Regions from separate parts of the Mus musculus genome. Here regions 2, 3 and 4 are each linked to region 1. The links are chromatin contacts, called in public promoter capture Hi-C maps. All regions are on one chromosome and are shown on one strand. Each heading gives the region's core, a stretch centred on a gene start, on an enhancer-like site or on the middle of the called end of the contact. The rest is flanking DNA. Distances are from core to core; before and after follow the strand shown.

The links. Capture Hi-C pulls out chosen DNA fragments and counts their contacts.
Region 2: a promoter capture Hi-C map of adipose tissue shows a contact between it and region 1. The contact joins two enhancer-like sites. A contact is called at or near these places in 7 of 484 Hi-C or Micro-C datasets (cerebral cortex, embryonic stem cells, muscle stem cells and 3 more), 1 of 115 datasets of contacts at active chromatin or transcription factors (embryonic stem cells) and 4 of 9 other capture datasets (adipose tissue, embryonic stem cells, liver and 1 more).
Region 3: a contact with region 1 is called in a promoter capture Hi-C map of adipose tissue. The contact joins two enhancer-like sites. A contact is called at or near these places in 1 of 484 Hi-C or Micro-C datasets (the G1E-ER4 cell line), 4 of 115 datasets of contacts at active chromatin or transcription factors (embryonic stem cells, heart atrium, large pre-B cells and 1 more) and 3 of 9 other capture datasets (adipose tissue, liver and pancreatic islet).
Region 4: a contact with region 1 is called in a promoter capture Hi-C map of adipose tissue. The contact joins two enhancer-like sites. A contact is called at or near these places in 9 of 484 Hi-C or Micro-C datasets (the N1E-115 cell line, cortical neurons, embryonic fibroblasts and 6 more), 3 of 115 datasets of contacts at active chromatin or transcription factors (embryonic fibroblasts, embryonic stem cells and fibro-adipogenic progenitors) and 2 of 9 other capture datasets (adipose tissue and pancreatic islet).

Annotation. Positions count from the first base shown.
Region 1 is chr1:153,240,219-153,242,918 of GRCm38.p6, reverse strand. Lamc1 (laminin, gamma 1) reads left to right here. Exons shown (of 28, transcript NM_010683.2): 15 at 137-290; 16 at 900-1,042; 17 at 2,424-2,602. Among named protein-coding and RNA genes, the nearest start is that of Lamc2, 55 kb to the right of the region's middle. Within about 2 kb of position 1,363, at least 7 of the 459 cell types and tissues checked have an H3K27ac peak or open chromatin away from gene starts, as enhancers often do. A contact at or near this core is called in adipose tissue, where this site is marked.
Region 2 is chr1:153,155,751-153,158,450 of GRCm38.p6, reverse strand. All of the region lies in intron 4 of Lamc2 (laminin, gamma 2), which reads left to right. Among named protein-coding and RNA genes, the nearest start is that of Lamc2, 29 kb to the left of the region's middle. Within about 2 kb of position 1,255, at least 7 of the 459 cell types and tissues checked have an H3K27ac peak or open chromatin away from gene starts, as enhancers often do. A contact at or near this core is called in adipose tissue, where this site is marked.
Region 3 is chr1:153,349,920-153,352,619 of GRCm38.p6, reverse strand. No RefSeq gene overlaps it. Among named protein-coding and RNA genes, the nearest start is that of Lamc1, 18 kb to the right of the region's middle. Within about 2 kb of position 1,334, at least 25 of the 459 cell types and tissues checked have an H3K27ac peak or open chromatin away from gene starts, as enhancers often do. A contact at or near this core is called in adipose tissue, where this site is marked.
Region 4 is chr1:153,129,046-153,131,806 of GRCm38.p6, reverse strand. It overlaps Lamc2 (laminin, gamma 2), which reads left to right. Exons shown (of 24, transcript NM_008485.3): 19 at 1,008-1,157; 20 at 1,657-1,771; 21 at 2,651-2,761. Among named protein-coding and RNA genes, the nearest start is that of Lamc2, 56 kb to the left of the region's middle. Within about 2 kb of position 1,291, at least 126 of the 459 cell types and tissues checked have an H3K27ac peak or open chromatin away from gene starts, as enhancers often do. A contact at or near this core is called in adipose tissue, where this site is marked.

The DNA.
Region 1 (2,700 bases), core at 114-2,613:
TGCCAAGACAAGACTCTCTGCCGTATCGGCTTCTGTGTGAGACAACACAGGCCTAGAGAACCTGGTCCAGTGCCTTAGGTTTTACTGCTCTCCCTGGAGATTTGCATCTGTTGCTTTCTCTGTCTCCCCACCCTAGCCTGCGCCTGCAATCCCTACGGGACAGTGCAGCAACAGAGCAGCTGTAACCCGGTGACCGGACAGTGCCAGTGTCTGCCTCATGTGTCTGGCCGCGACTGCGGTACTTGTGACCCTGGCTACTACAACCTGCAGAGCGGGCAAGGCTGCGAGAGGTGAGACTTGAGTCTGTGTAAAGTGATCCTTGTTGTCTTTGTCTTAAGAAGTACATCTTTCCAAGCTACTCTAAGCAGCTGGCTTGAGGTTGCTTAGGAATTGTTTCCAGTGTCTTATGCAGGAAAGGCGCTGTGTAAATAGGGGACAGAAGGGATAGATAGCATAGTGGCAGTTCTGATGTGTCAGACACTAATTCTTTTTTTTTTTTTAAGATTTATTTATTTTATTTATGTGAATACAATGTAGCTGTCTTCAGACACACCAGAAGAGGGCATCCCATCCTATTACAGATGGTTGTGAGCCACCATGGGGTTGCTGGGAATTGAACTCAGGACCTCTGGAGGAGCAGTCAGTGCTCTTAACTGCTGAGCCATCTCTCCAGCCCTCAGACATTTCAAAATGCAGATTGCAAGGTTTCTTCTGAGACAGACTCATCAGGGCTGCAGCCTGGGAGTCTGTCCAGTTCTCTGTCAGTAGGGTTTAGTGTGGACCTAAGGGAACAACCCCTAACATTCTGATGAGTCGTCCTTAGCGTGCTGTCTTCCAGATGAGAATGTTGCCCACTCTCTGCCCCTCCTACCCTAGAAACATCTTGTGCTTCTCCTCAGGTGTGACTGCCATGCTTTGGGTTCCACCAATGGGCAGTGTGACATCCGCACCGGGCAGTGTGAGTGCCAGCCTGGCATCACCGGCCAGCACTGTGAGCGCTGTGAGACCAACCACTTTGGGTTTGGACCTGAAGGCTGCAAACGTAAGACATGGTGACTTGCAGTGCAGTGTCTCCCATGCCAGTTAGTGCGTTACAGGCCTGATAGCCTCTGTGGCCACGAAAGAAACCTCCTGTGACTATCAGAAAACTCTGGAGATCGAGGGCCTTTGGTTCCTCTGGTACCACCCTGTTGATGTCTCCTTTTCTAGTTTTTTTATACTTATTTCTCCTTGTAATTTTGTTTTCTAAAGAAAAAAAAATCCCCCCTGAAGCACTGAGCGTGTCCACTCTGCTTATTAAGGCTTCCTGACTACCTCGGCTCTGCAGATAAAGAAGCAGCCGTGGCTCTGCTCGGCCGCTATTGGCTTGCTTCGGCTCCACCCTTGGAGCCCATTTGGTTTGGTTGCATATAAACATCTGCTTCTCCTTGGCATAAACACTTGCCTGGAAATCAGAACAGTTTGGATTTTTTTGCTTTCTGAATTCCTTCATTTCTTGTGTGGAATGTAGAAATTCCAAAGAGAAAACAAACTGTAAAGAAGCGCAGGAAGTGTTAGGTTAGCATTTGGGTTTTCTTATTTCTTAGAGAAATTTAAAGATGAAAGTAGAGAGGAGTCCCAGAAGCATATGAGAAAGAGCGCTACATCATTTAATATACTGTGTGTGTTCTCTGTGTAGCTCAGGCTGACCTCACTTCCCCTTCCTCTACCTCCCAGAGACATATTCTCTACCATGCCTGACATTCGTGTAATTTTTATACCACATTGAGGTCATGTGCCCCAAGGGATTGCTGAGGTGACTCAGTTGATAAAGTGCTTGCCATTCGAGCAGGAGAGCCTGAGTTCAGATCCCCAGCACCCATATAAAAAGGCAGGTGTGTATCTGTAACGAGGCCGAGGCAGGTAGATCCCTGGAGCTCACTGGCCAGCAGCTCGGGTTGAGATGCAAGTCTCAAAATATAAGGGAGATCTAGGCACAGTGGCACACACCTTTAATGCTGACACAGCAGCTCTTTAGAGACCTGGACCTAATTCCAGGTAAAGGTAGGCAGAGCTCTTGTGAGTTTGAAGCCATCCCGGTCTCCATAGTGAGTTCCAGGCCAACCAGGGCTGCATAATGAGACTCTGTCTCAAAAATACACACACACAAAAATAAACAACAGAAATTAGGTAAACGGTGGTAGAGATGAACAGATACCCAGTGTTGACCTCTGACCTTTGTAAGCATATACATGCACATGTATGCACACATGCCACATGCTGCCCATATTACTTCACAACCTAGTTTTCCTTTTAAAATGTCTATCTTGCCTGCTACATGGACTTAGCTATTTAAAAGTCTCATAAGTGAATTTTTCATAAGTACACATGATGATGGTACAGTCAGTCCGAGTTAAAATGGGAATTGTCTCCTCATTCCTTAGCTTGTGACTGTCACCATGAAGGATCCCTTTCACTCCAGTGTAAAGAGGACGGCCGTTGTGAATGCAGGGAAGGCTTTGTGGGCAATCGCTGTGACCAGTGTGAAGAGAACTATTTCTACAATCGGTCCTGGCCTGGCTGCCAGGAGTGTCCGGCTTGTTACCGACTGGTGAAGGATAAGGTAAGCTGTCAGTAGGGCATTCACTCATTCATTCATTCATTTGTTCGTTCATTCACTCATTCCTTCAGCAGACATGAAGTAGAAACTCAAGTCTACTC
Region 2 (2,700 bases), core at 6-2,505, 84 kb after region 1:
GCCAGGCTCTCTTATACCAGTTACATGTCAAGAAAATACCCCATAGGCTTGCCCACAAGCTATTCTCATGGAGGTAGTTCCCTCTTCCCGGGTGTAAGTTGACAACCAAGATTAATTGTCATAGCATCCTTACTCCACCATTGCTATTACCAAGGGAATAATGACACCCACATATACTTTTGTGACTTCTTCATGTGGGGCTGTTTAATTTTATCATTATACAAATACTATATACAACTGGGATTATCATTACACTCATTTTAATAAGAAGATACTTAAACCATGAAAAATTCAAATGCCCAATGCTACTGGTAATGATAGAGCCCGTTTGGAGACCCAGAGATTCGGCACCTGGATGCATGCATTTGGCTTTCCTTGGGGAACCAAGAGGGACACAGAGGCTTCTCCCCCATTCCAACCAGGGACCCACTGGACCTCAGCAAACTTTGTGTAGAAGACTTTTTCTCTGCCCAATTGCTGGCTCCTTTTGTTTGAAACACCTGCTTTCCACCCTCAGATTCTTTTATTGAAGGAGGACTCAGACTGTCTTCCTTCAATGTACGCTGCCTATCACACAGCAATCACAGAGGTACAGAGCTTAGAGGTAGCAGGGGGAGTCTGGTGGTGAATAATTTGCCAGAAAGAAAATTGGCAGAGGAATTTTTGAGAGCAAGGGAAAAGCTAACTAAACCCTCTGGGCTTAAACTGCTTCATCTGCTGACATCAGCAGCCTGCCCAATGTTTCTGGTAATGATGGACCCTAGACTTAACCTGCTCTCGTTACTTTTCTTGACCTAGCAAGACCCCAGCTGTTGCTTTTCTAGACTTAACCTGCTTAGTTACTACTTTTCAAGACTTAGCCAGCTTTTACTCATTTTCTAAGTTTAGCTTGCTCTTAATTATTGCTCTTCTAGACTTCACTGCTCCTAGTTACTTGCCTAAGTTGCTTCTGAGCAGCATCTGTCTTGGAGGAATAGATAACACCTCTGCAGTGAGGGTCTTGAGGGCAGCGGCTGCACACGTTCAGACGGCTGACTGACTTCCAGCCACCTGTCCCCATACATCAGCCCATGAATAGCTCCAAACTCATTTCCACCTGTGGCTACATCCTGAATAAACTCTTTTGCAAAACTTGTCCTTCCAACAATTGTTATACTACATGACAGGCAAAACAAGCTTGACTTAGTAATAACTTGGCATGCTAGCCAGGAGCAAAGTCCAGATAGAATTCTGGCCAGTGGCTTTTTGGCTGTTTGCTGGTATTGAAATATTGTTGATGAGTTTAGGCAGCTGTCTGGGCCACTTGTCTCAAGGACCGTCCCCCCAAGACCTTTCCTGGTTTGACACTGTTAATGTTTTATGCATCATTTCGCTTTTGTAGTAGAAAAACAGTGTGCTAGGAACATGTATGGTTTGGTGAATGACTTCAGTATAAGCCTCCTTCCCCCTCTGCCTTTCTATTCTCCTCCTTTCTCCCTGATTTTTTTGTTTGTTTGTTTTGCTTTTTTTGTTTTTGTTTAGTATTATTGTGTGCTTTATTGTTTTGGTTTTGAGACAAGGCCTTGTTATGTAGCTCAGGCTAGCCTCAAATGTTCTCCTGCCTCCGTCTCCACAGAACTGGAGTTATAAAGTAGGAGTTTCAACAAGTCAGTTTAAAATGTCCTGTTTCTCCTCCCTCTGGTTTGGCCTTCATCATGAGGATCCTGGTTTGGGGACATGGATAGTAGAAAAAGATGGGGCATCTCTATCCACAAGTCCACTTGGTTCTGTTTGGTTCCTGAAGTCTGATTCTGGGTTCAGCACGAATAACCAGAAATGCATGCCCCTGACCGGCAGTTTGCAGCAGTAGAAAATGTTAGTTCTGACTGAATACAGACCATTGGATTGCAGCCTTCAAACCTAGGTGATGCTAAGCTGTGGATTCATGGAAAGGAAACATATGCTAATTAGCTATAATACCTAGTAGCTACAGAGTTCTTTATACTCCAGACAAAAATTAAATGAAAATAGACTAGGCTTGATAATGTCACTTCCCTGACACTCCTATTTACAGTCCTTTGCCCAGACAGGCACATCTTCCTGGCCTTACTGGCACTACCCTAGCCATTGTCTAGACTTTCTTTCTTCTGGGCCTTTGCATAGATTACTCTCTTCTATCCTTCTCTGGCCTTTTAGATCACTTTCTCGTTGTTTTCCTGGTTCCCACACTCTAGCCACAACCCCTGCTTCGAAGGAGCAGTATGTGTTGTGTTCATCCCTTTTCCTACAAAGCTATGAAGCACTCGAGGGAGCACCACGTGTCCCATCATCTCCTCCAGGGCCCCCCCTTATTTCCCCCACTGTGCATATATGAGTCTACTTTTATTTTGGCTCTCACATTTGCTATCAGCATTTGGATTTTCCTCTCACCAGAACTTTGTCTTGTTCATGGCTGGGTTCAGTGCCTGAAGTCGAGGAAGGGAAAGAGGCACCATGGGGGTGTTCCAGCATGGCTGCCATTATACATCACTGCTGTTGCTGTTCCCCACCTTGAAACCCCAAGAATCAGGGATGGTTCCTATTTCTTGTCGAGTCCCTGGTTCTTAGCCCTGAGAATGCATTTGCTGGTTGATTTGGATACACTGTGGAGGAGTGGGAAGACCAAGATTGGAAAGGGATTCAGGATGTGAGCCTGGTTAGATCTAGCATTAACCGGATGGG
Region 3 (2,700 bases), core at 85-2,584, 110 kb before region 1:
CAGGTATCCCTATGCAGCCCTGGTATGTAGACCAGGCTATCCTTAGACTCACAGAGACCTACCTGCCTCTACTTCCTGAGTGCTGGAACAAAAGGCTGGCCAGCTCAGGAACTGTTTTTGGAGCAGAGTCTTCTAATAGGTCAGGCTGACCTGGATCTTACTATGTAGCCCAGGCTAGCCTCAGACTTGAGTCTCAGCCTCCCAGGTGCCCAGTTCATAATCTTATTTTATTCTACTTCCTTGAAAATTCTCTCCTGTAACTGCCAATTTCTTTTCGCCATTCCCTAGACATCTGCAGTCTCTCTAGGTTTTTATTTTTTAGTGTCTCTTCTCATGATATTTCTCCAGAGGGACTTGCATCTGCTTTCTTCAATGGATAACTTCTAAGGTACTTTCAAATTCCAGCACAAGTATGGCTACTTGGTGAAGGAAGTCCCCATATAATTAAATAATCACTCCAATGGTGTCAACAAACTCCCTGTGGTGGTTTGAATGAATAATATTCCCCTGTCTTGTCAGCTTGACATAAGCTAGAATTATCTGAAAGGAGGAAGCCTCAAAGTGAGGAAAGGCCTCCATATGGTCGGGCTGTAAGGCATTTTCTTATTTAGTGATCAATGTAGGAGAGCCCAGTCCATTGTGGGTGAGACTTTCCCTGGGCTGGGTTCCATAAGAAACCAGACTGAGCAAGTCATGGAAGCAAGCCAGTAAGCAGCATCCCTCCGTGGCTTCTGCATCAGTTCCTGCCTCCAGGTTCCTGCCCTGCTTGAGTTCCTGTCCTGACTTCCTTTGATGATGAACTGTGATGTGGAATCATAAGCTGAATGAATTCCTTTCTCCTCAAGTTGCTTTGGTCATGGTGTTTCATCACAGCACTAGTAACCCTAACTAAGACATCCTCATAGCATCGGGTATTTGAACACTCAGTTCCAGGTTGGTAGAGCTGTTTAGGGAGGTTTATGTGGCTCAGCCTTGCTGGAGGAAGTACATCACCTGGAGAGAGCTTTGAGATTATATAGCTTTCCCCCACTTCTGGTTCATTCTCTCTGCTTAGTGCTAGTACATGAAGATATGCCCTCTCAGCTTCCTAAGCCTGATAGCATCTTGCTGGATTCCTCCCTACCAGGACAGACTCTTTCTTCTCCCTCTGCAACTGTAAGCCCAAGTAAGCTCTCTGTTATAAGTTCCCTCAGTTATGATCATGATAACAGGAAAGTAACCAATTCTCCTCCCACATCTCTGGCCCAAGTTGTCCACAAACTCAAGATCCTCCTGCCTCAGTCTCTTGAACACTGAGATTTATATGTTGAGTTGTGCAATCGTGTTTCCCAATCAGATGGAACCATGTGACTTCTGGTCAAAGAGCTAATTCCAAACCCCTTGAGTCACTGTATGACCCAACTCTGTCTTCTGTTGGCAGCCAGGAACGACTTGTGATGAAATGGTCTAAACATACCACATTTCTGGAATGGCTTTGAAGAGTTCTCTGAACCTTGTTGCTCTGGACGAACTTGTGTTGCTTAAGACACTTTGGAGTTTATCTGCTACAGGGGTATGACTTTAATGAGTCTAACTCCATTCGTTACATAGCTGTATTTAGCTTCTTGTTACATTGAATTCTAATGGATTATTTGTCTCCCACAAAATTACTAGAAATTTCAAGTTTAGATACTATGTATTATTTTGCATCTAACACGATGTTATGATCAAGCTGAACTTGTTAAAAATTGAACTTAGATTTAGTTTCCAGCTGTTGTGTTCCCTACTTCAGTGACTGTCACCCCCTAACCAGCCACCCCTACCAGAAGCTAGAAATACTTTTCTTATTGTTCTCTTACTTAAGCCAAGAAGCACCTAGGAGGTACTTGTTGCTCCTTATATCTTTAGTTTGTCATAGTTTATCATGCTTCTTACATTTGGATTCTCTCCCCTCAAAACCATTTTTTTTTGAAGCTGGAGAGATGGCTCAGTGGTTATGAGCACTGATTGCTCTTGCAGAGGAGCCTGGGTTCAAGTCCCAGCACTCACATGGCAGCTCAGAACTCTCTTTAACTTTAGTTCCAGGGGCATCTGACACCCTCTTCTGGTCTCCGGAAAGCAGGCATGTATGTGATACACAGACATATACCCATACACATACAATAAAGATAAAGGAATCTTTAAAAACATTTTTGTTCAGTAATGGGTATTGAACACAGGAACTTGTGTATTCTAGGCAGGCACTGAGCTAGAGCCTCTCCTTTCTATAATTAAAAATTACACTTATTTATTTTGTATGTATGTAAGAGCACACAAGTGTCATGGTGCTTGTGTGGAGGCATAAGACAGCTTTGAGGGTCAGGTCTCTCCTTGTGGGCTCTGGGGGCTGAACTTAGGTTGTCAGGCTTGGCAGCATGTGCCTTACCTACTGAGCCCTTTCAAAAGTTGTGTGTGTGTGTGTTGTATGTGTGTGTGTGTATATCTGTGTATATATACATGAATGTGAGTGTATGTGTATGTATAGTATATATATGAATATGTGTGTGAATGTGTTTGTGTATGTCTGTGTCGTGTATATATGAATTGTGTGTATGTATGTCTGTGTAGTGTATATATGAGTGTGTGTGTCTGTGCAGTGTATTATGAATATGTGTGTGTATATGAATGTGTGTGCGTGCACTAATGAGTGTGCATGTGTGTGTAACTGTCTGTGTAGTATCT
Region 4 (2,761 bases), core at 42-2,541, 110 kb after region 1:
TGTGTGCATGCCACCCGGACAAATGGACACAGAGACTTTCTTCTCTATAGATCGCAGAAGATTGTTCAACTTTACAGCTTCTTCTTCACAATGGCTGTGTCAGGCAGTGTCACATTGCTCATTACTTATTAGGGGAAAGAGGTTCTTCTCTTTAGTGTTTCAGACGGTTAAAGGCACAGTACCTGCGTTGGTTCTGTCCTGCTAAGGGCAGCAGAGTCTCAGGAGGACAGAGGAAATGATCGGCAAGTGTGCACAATGTCTTTAGAGCTCACATGGTCTAGAGGCCTCCTACACCCCACAAAGGCTTCCCATCACACACACACACACATACCCCAGCACCCATGTCAACCAGATGAACACGTATTAGCACATGGCTGATAGCCCGTGTTTAAAACCTAGCATGGACTTTGGGCTTGGTGTTAGGAAGAGACAGTTGCTTCCTGTCATCTGTTGTCTAGACTCTGAAAGGGAAAATGACTTGCATGTTTAATCTTGAACCCCTTAGTCAAGGAAAGTTTTATGCCTCCTCCCCAGTTCTTTTTTTTTTTGAGACCCTCAAATTGAATTTTAATGGAGTTCGATACATCCATTTGATACTGCTAAGAAGAAGACTTTTGCTATCAAAAAGCTTGCTTTTTTTTTTCTGCCATCAATCTCCCTAGCTATTACAACCTTATTGGATTAAGTTTACCTGCATACCCAACAGCTAAAGACACTCACAGTGATCTCCATAGAGATATGTTCTGTGAATAGATAAAGCAATTGTTTTTAACAACTTTTTTAAAAAAGACCAGAGGCAGAGTTTACTGTATTCTTGGGAGTTGTACTGCCTATCTTTCCTTGGTACCCTGTCTCATTTCTGGTAGGCTTTGGGACGTTAGGGCCAGTGTCTGCTTTCTTGGCTTCTTAAGGCTGCCAGTATTTTCAAATGGTGACAGTAGGTCCTGAAGCAGGTGTGGTGACGTGTGAGCAGACAGTCACACTCATTTGTAACTTTGTGTCCACAGGTGGAAGCAAAGAGGATCAGACAAAAGGCTGATTCTCTCTCAAACCTGGTGACCAGACAAACGGATGCATTCACGCGTGTGCGAAACAATCTGGGGAACTGGGAAAAAGAAACACGGCAGCTTTTACAGACTGGAAAGGATAGGAGACAGGTACCTTCTGTCAACCGCTCGCTCAGCCAATAAGCAAGCACGCACTGAATGCCGACTGTATGGGTGGAAATAGCCAGAGCCACAACCATAAACCCTCCAAAGGTCATGATGCCACTGGTTACAGAGGGAGTAACCAAGACTGGAATTTTGATGGAATTAACCCCACCCATTGAGTCAGCATTTGAACCTAGGAAGAGAACCCAGGTCTTGTAGGTCTCATTTTAGTCCAAGTCTGTCTATCTTAGATTCAGGAACTAGCTAGTGTTTAAGATTGTGATTTGCAAAACTATTCCTGCCCCTTAGGGTGGAAAGAGTTGTAGACTTTCCTCTAAAAGACATATATTACAAAGTTTGTTCCTGATCAGATACTAGAGGGCTCTGCTCCAGCACCCCTAGACTGCGGTGAGTCACAGCACAGCACTCTGGTGTCACGGAAAAGTTGTGTCAGGGTGATTTTGCTAGCAGGAATGCACTCATTCTGATCTTGTTCTATTTACAGACTTCAGATCAGCTGCTTTCCCGTGCCAACCTTGCTAAAAACAGAGCCCAAGAAGCGCTAAGTATGGGCAATGCCACTTTTTATGAAGTTGAGAACATCCTGAAGAACCTCCGAGGTTAGTGCTGTGTGATCCAGATTTAAAGGGACAGTCACGATTCATCTAAATGCTCCTTTGCCTCCTTAAATGGTGGGTGTATTTGGGTTATTAATAGATGCTTAGTCACTATCTTACTAAGGTAATGATGATCTCATTAGTACTTGACCTAGGTGGTGGAAGTCATTCCACCTAAGTGCTAGGAGTCCTGAGTTCTGATCCTCACTGGACCCTAGGACCAGCTCAAGCTCTCTGCGTGACCTTTCTAGATCCCTGTGTCCTACTTAAGGGGACCAGGCGATCTCTAGGGTCCTTCATACCCAGTATGTCACAACTGTGTTGATAGTCTCCTTTCCTTGGGTGGCTTGGTTGCTTCCAATATGCCTTCTCTGAGGTAATGACTTGTGACTCCCAGGGAGTCTGAGGTGTATCTTGAAGATACTTGGTTTAAAAGTCAGCATTATTCACTAGCAAACAAAAGGGAATCATTTCTAAAGACTTAGGATTCTCTTCATAGAAAGTTCCTCTATACCTACTGCAACCACACCCCAACTCTGCAACCACACCCAACTCTCTGTGACTACACCCCAACTCTGCTCTTTGGCTTCAGGCTTGGACTTAAATCTTCAGTCTTTAAAGAGAGTCACCTGTTCTTTGTCTACTTTGGATGTTGATATCCTTGCAGTGGTGGGGACCTAGGGCAAGCTGACAGCTCCCTCAGTGGCTCCTTTGAGATTTTTTTCTCTTGGGAAAGAAAGGCTAATCCCAGCTGCAGCATCTCACCCCTAGCTAGTAATCGGTCCCTTTCAGGAATTTTTCCTCAGAACACCAGGCACTCTCATTCAGTTGTCTCTGTGGCAATTTTTTTTTTCTTTTCTCTTCTTTTTTTCTTCATTCTAGAGTTTGATCTGCAGGTTGAAGACAGAAAAGCAGAGGCTGAAGAGGCCATGAAGAGACTCTCCTCTATTAGCCAGAAGGTTGCAGATGCCAGTGACAAGACCCAGCAAGCAG